2 separate regions of the Danio rerio genome follow, and region 1 is linked to region 2. The links are chromatin contacts, called in public HiCAR-type maps. All regions are on one chromosome and are shown on one strand. The core of a region is the stretch at or near the end of the contact, and the rest is flanking DNA. Distances in the headings are between cores, read along the strand shown. Region 1 has its middle 86 kb from the start of uacab. Region 2 overlaps LOC141375393 (a long non-coding RNA gene).

What was found. HiCAR-type assays count read pairs that join an accessible place to other places.
Region 1: a HiCAR-type map of caudal fin shows a contact between it and region 2, with 14 times the contacts expected there. The contact joins two enhancer-like sites. A contact is called at or near these places in 9 of 18 Hi-C or Micro-C datasets (caudal fin, embryo, fibroblasts and 3 more) and 1 of 4 datasets of contacts at active chromatin or transcription factors (caudal fin).

Annotation. Positions count from the first base shown.
Region 1 is chr7:33,842,754-33,845,775 of GRCz12tu, forward strand. No RefSeq gene overlaps it. Among named protein-coding and RNA genes, the nearest start is that of uacab, 86 kb to the right of the region's middle. Within about 2 kb of position 1,503, at least 4 of the 62 cell types and tissues checked have an H3K27ac peak or open chromatin away from gene starts, as enhancers often do.
Region 2 is chr7:33,538,991-33,542,285 of GRCz12tu, forward strand. All of the region lies in intron 2 of LOC141375393 (a long non-coding RNA gene), which reads right to left. Among named protein-coding and RNA genes, the nearest start is that of paqr5b, 26 kb to the left of the region's middle. Within about 2 kb of position 1,416, at least 3 of the 62 cell types and tissues checked have an H3K27ac peak or open chromatin away from gene starts, as enhancers often do.

The sequences.
Region 1 (3,022 bases), core at 253-2,752, 300 kb after region 2:
AAGCCTGCCAAGGTTGTTAACCTGCAGGCATTTGTAATGTCGAGCGGGAGTTGCTTTATTAGCGGAGTGAAATAATCTCTACCAAAGTGGTTGAGATGATGACAGACCCAGATTTATGACCCCTGTAAAAGCCCCAGCATCGCGGCTGCTCCAGCATGCATCATGAAAACTAATAAGAAGTGGGACTCGCTGCCAATGGCATAAATTCATGCAGATTTTGATCTCGGAACATCTGCAAGGCTCGAATAATTTATGCTGCACTCTCCACGAAGGGGCTTACAAGCCCTCTGATAACTTGTTTTGGTCTGTTATGCAAGGAAGCCTCAGGTAATCCTTCGCCTCAGGGACAATACCTGTCAGAACCGCATCCAAAACCACAGAAAGTGCACATCAAAAGCCACAAATTCAGAAGCAGAGTCTGTTTGGTCTCTCCACAGCATCTGAAACGCCCGCATTTATCTACTGCTTGTGATGTGACTGGTGTAGTGGAATGATGAGTTCTTTTAATGTGATTTGGATGAAAACGAGAACGAGTCTGATAAGCGGCGAGTATTTATATCCATACGCATTCTTGTATCGCATGTCTTTCTACAGTACGCACACATACTATGTTTTGACATCTAACTGCTTATGAAACAGCTCAATTACTCCATTGTACACAAACACACTTCTCTGCGTGTGGCATCTCTAGTTTCAGTGCAATCTGCTTGATTGAAAACCTCTGCAGGCAAAGTGAATAGTTTGGGATTGGCACTCAAATGCTGGTAATTGAAGCATTGTTGTTGTCATTTGATGAACAATTTAAACCCACTGCATTTACAAGCCTATTTCTTTTGGTCAGGTAAAAAAAGGCCCACTAAAAGCTTTGTACGCTGTATGCCTCCACCCTCACATCTTTACAGACCCTTTGCAATCATTTCCGCAGATGTGGCAGCAGGTGAGCCCGGGCAAATATTCGCAGAGGCATTATAATGGGAGCTGGCATGCTACTGCCCTTCTAGAACAGGAATGAGTGGCTCTGACAAACCAGCAGATTCAGTAGATCACTTGCCAACACCTCGGCCAATGAACTTCAAGCATTAAATCACGCAAATATTTGATGATAGACCATTTCACCTGTGTAAACAGAGATACGGCGCCAAATATTCACTGCAGAGGAAGCATGAGCTCAGCCTGTGCATCTGCAAGACACAAGATTTATTTCCAAGCATTTCCGAGGTATTCATTAAATAAAAGTCATTGGATGAGGTTGTTTTGTGCTTTTGGGCAGGGATCACCAAAATCCTGGGTGAATCCAAATATGTAAAAATAAACACATAAAAATAAATAGCCTGTTAGCAGATCATTACTAGGATTACTCCAGAAAGCACAGTTAGAAAAACAAAGAGGGAAATGTGATACTATAATGTTTACTTGCTCAATAATGCAATATACTGCCAAGCTAGTCAGATTCTGGCTTTCACCAGTTTCACTCCTGCTCAATCCAAGACTTACAGTGCATAAAACATAATGTAGGCCTGCCCTCTGGAGGATGGGAGTGGAACTACACCACACTCCTGCCTCACTCAATCATAAAACGCAGAGATGAAAACTGGGTGAGTGTTCTGAGCCCTGATTCATGGTTACGACTTCAAGGCAATGATTCAGGGAAGACGGCGCTTACAACCAATAAACCGTGCATCTCTTGACCATTTAGCCTGCAGAAGCTAATGAGGCTTTAGCTGGAGAATATTTAATGGACTCTGCTGGCATGGTAATTAAGGGCAAATGACAGAATTGGGGAATGGGCACAATGGGGCCTGCGCAGTTAAAACCACTTAACATGATGGAGATTGTCAGGCTCAAGATCTTAATTCTAAGAACAGGGACTTTTTTTTCATCCCTTAAGCAAATTACTGGATTGAAACTAGACTACTAAGCAGTTTCTTTATATAAATAATTAGCTTTTCATCGTTGTAGTTTGAAAAACATGATACCAAAGTCATCACAATAACTGAAACTCCTTTAGTATTCATACAAGGTTTATAGTATAGCCCTGATATGCACACTGCAAAAGATTCTATGATCAATTAGTCCTGACAGCATATGTTTTTAGGTCATTGTAACTTATTAATCCACGTTAATCATGTTTAAACTTAATTGTATAAATTACACCAGCTATTTTAAGTCAGTTTAACATAATATAAGTTCAATGGACTTACTTAAGCTTAAAAATGTAAGGCAGCCAGGATTTTTTTTACAGTGCACCTGGGAACATAAAATCTACAACATAGTCCAAATATGTTGCTTAAAGGCTAACTTAACACTGACCAATGCAGAGACTGACCAAACTACAATAAAAACAAGTGCCACCCAATGCCAACAGAGAAACAAAACGATTTCCTGAAACTTGACAAACGTACCTGCAACTATTGGTCAGCATCTGTCAGTGGGGTTGGCCTACAAAGGATTAGTTGCAGTTTAAGTTGGTTATTAAAATGTTTTAAAAAAATTGCTGTTAATATCACCTTCAGACAATTCATGATGTAGCTGACTTACAGTATTTGTTTAGCAAAGAGCTTTTTTTCTTTAGCTGAACCTATGGTCCTTGGTGATTTGTGAAATGGAACTCAATGACTAATGGCAAACAGGGAACAAATACTGTAAAGGTTGAGTAAATTAGGATTTTTCTGTTTTTTGTGTTTGTTTGTTTTGTTTTGTTTTGTTTTGTTTGTTTCACAGATTTAGTTTTTGTTCTAATATACAGAATTATTAGAATAAAATCTTTGAAGTGCTTTCCGAGGTGTTGGAGTTGCAATTACAACCAAATCCAATGCTTTTAATTCTGGGATTGTCTGAACAAACGCATTTGTTGTCAAATACACAACATAAACAGCACCCATACTGTTTAACTACTGCCAAGAAACTACTTCTACTGTTAAAAAAAAAAAGGAATCCCCTAAATGTAAACTGTGGCTTGGAGAAATTACCTGTTACATTTAGAGCGAAATATATACTATTTGAAAAGAAAACTCAAACAATT
Region 2 (3,295 bases), core at 166-2,665:
ATGACGTCTATCAGATGTTGGATTTTGATTGCCATACCTGACAAACAAAATGTCAGTATTTGGCATCAATATGACATTGGTTTAAGATGTTGGCTTTACGTTGAATTTTAGTCACTTTCTAACAACCTTTCTAACAACGATGTTGTCATTAGACATCAAAATAAAGTTGTCCTTAGACACCAACTAGACATTTAATTTTGGTCACCTGACATCAAAACCTAAATCTAACCTAATATTAAGTCATACGACATTGTGTGCCTGCTGGGCAATAACTAGATGCACTACAGAATGTTACGTTTACACACAAATTACATGTAAACACATCAGCTTTTAACAACGTAATACTCATATTTTGAGTAAAAATTACAACAGATGCTTTTACTCCTTGCACTACATTTTTAGGCAAGTAATGCTACTTTAAAATATGATTTATCAGTACCCTTTCTACAGCTACACTACAAAGTTGATGGTTATTTTGACAGTTAACATTTGATTCATTAGCGACTCATTCAATAATTCCTTCAGTGGCTTTACCTAATTGAACCTGTAGGTGTCACTGGCCACCAACGAGCTATATTTGTTTTCCTTAATTAAATTAAAGTAAAACAAAAAAAGTTCTAGAACTTAATACTGTAAGCAATATGATTTATGTAGCCAATTTAATATATTTATAAGGTTTAATCATCCCAGAAATGTAAAATTTGCTTCCATGTATTACATGTACAGTACATGTGTCGCATAATGACGCATTGGCAAATTTGGATTTGTTTACCAGAGAAGATGTGCCCACAAATACGTCATACAGTCTATAGTCGAGATACGAGATGCATGCTTAGAACTTCTATACCACTACATGTATTTTACATGTTTTTGTTGCACATTGCACAACTGATGGTTATTTTGACAGTTAACCTTTGATCTATTAGCGACTCTTTCAGTGATTTGTTCAGTGGCTTTTCTCAATGAAACCTGTAGGTGTCACTGGCCACTGGCCATTTTTTTCTATCATTTAGTTGAAGTAAAACAAAAAAAAAGTTTTGTTTACATTTTTTGATGGTTGAAAATGCATTTATAAGGATTTTAAAAGCTATAATTTTTTTTTGCATGACAAAATATAGATTTACAGAAACAATTACAAATTTGTAAGCTGTTTATACGACTTTATACAGCACATCTTTGAATTATAGAGCTTAACTCTTTGAGTACCCAGTTTTAAGATCCATTCATAGTTTAAAAGACCAACTTGTTTTTGATTAATGTGTGAATCTGGCGCTCTCCTCTGTGTGTTTTTCTGCATGTGTCTCACTTCCTCCCCCATCCTCTCTTTTTTGTCACATGGTTTACTGTGCACACACTCTGACTGATGCTGTTTGCTCAGCATTCTCTGTTTTGTTGGCAGAAGATGACAAATGTCAAAGCAAATTGTGAAAGGCAAACACACAGGCTGACAAAAGCACACATCCACACACATCTGACAGTATACTTTAGTGCCCCGTTAAGAAGGCCTTGTTGGAGGAGATTTAACTGCTCTTCTCACACTCACACTTTCAACTGTGAAATGAGAGCTTGAGATACGCTTGTTTGTTTTTGCACAAAAAGCTTTGAAACTGATCACAGCTGGATGCCATTTAAAAGAAACAAACCGATCCGAATTAAAATGGTGGAAATTCTTGATTGCAACCTCTGATAAATGAGGGCAATTATTTGTGGATCCAGGACCAATCTGATTTCTGAGGTTTGTAATTCAAAATGGTATCAGCAGGGGGCAGCACAGGACAATGTTTGTTCTCCTGTTTTAAACAGTCACCAACTAAACATAAAATTGTTGCATTTATGTACAGTTGAAGTCAGAATTTTTAAGCCCCCCGAATTATTAGCGCCCCTGTTTATTTTATCCCCAATTTCTGTTTAATGGAGAGAAGATTTTTTTCAACACATTTCTATAATATTTTTAATAACTCATTTCTAATAACTGATTTATTTTATCTTTGCCATGCTGTCTGTAAATAATATTTGACTAGATATTTTCAAGACACTTCTATACAGCTTAAAGTGACATTTAAAGGCTTAACTAGGTTAATTAGGTAAACTAGGCAGGTTAGGGTAATTAGGCAAGTTATTGTATAACAACGCTTTGTTCTGTAGACTATCAAAACAAAATATTACTTTAAAAGGCTATTAATTTTGACCTTAAAAAATTAAAAACGGCTTTTATTCTAGTCAAAATAAAATAAACAAGACTTTCTCCAAAGAAAAAAAACATTATCAGACATACTGTGAAAATGTCCTTGCTCTGTAAAACATCATTTGTGAAATATTTCAAATAATAATAATAAAAATCAATGGGGGGCTAATAATTCTGACTTTAAATGTAGTTATTTTATTGTTAATGAATAAAATATAATATTATGAAACAAATTCTAGTATTATAATATATTTTTTTTAATGTTATTAAACTTTCAAAAGCAAAATTGTCCAGACATTTAAATTCTGAAGAATGTCAACAAAATGTTTTTGTTTTAGCTTAAGAGCAGTTAAGAAATCAATATTTAGTAGAAAAAATTATTTCAATCTAATCAACAAATGAAAAGACTTCTTGTTTTGACTAATTGTCATTTTCATGTATCATGTGACATTAAAGTTGGTAATGATGTTGAAATTCAGCTTACAATTTTAGTACCCACAAGACATTCACACAAAAAACTTTCAAAAATTAAATAATATTCAGTGTTGGACAAAAAATAAGATTATAATATATTATTTGATGTTTGTTTTATTTCCCCAACACAGTATTTCACAATATTTCTGTTTTTACTGTACTTCACATAAATATACACAGTAAAAACTCTGTTAATTAACCGTTTTTGTGTTTTCTGTTTGTTTGTGGTTGCTCCATCGACTTTTGATTTGGAAATGTATCTCTACAGTTCCATAATGGTCCCATAATGCATAAAACATGAATCACAAAAAAAGAAAAACTGCTATTTTACGGACAGTCTTTTTAGCCTTGAGAAGCAAAAGAGACTACTTTCAAAACATTAAAAAAAGATAATGTTTTCAAAGTTTTTATTGCCAGCCTGCATATTATATATTATGTAATATACATAGACAGACAGATTGATATTTCCCTTTCCCATACTAATAGGTGGCAAATATCCCAATTCATCTTCAAAGTCCATATTCATGACATGCAGGAAGCGACATCCTGTCATGTTTGATCAGGGAACAGGGAAACAGCTGTCAGTTCCTCCTCAGCTCCACAGTCTCACTGTTCCAAGACCTCCTTGTAATAATA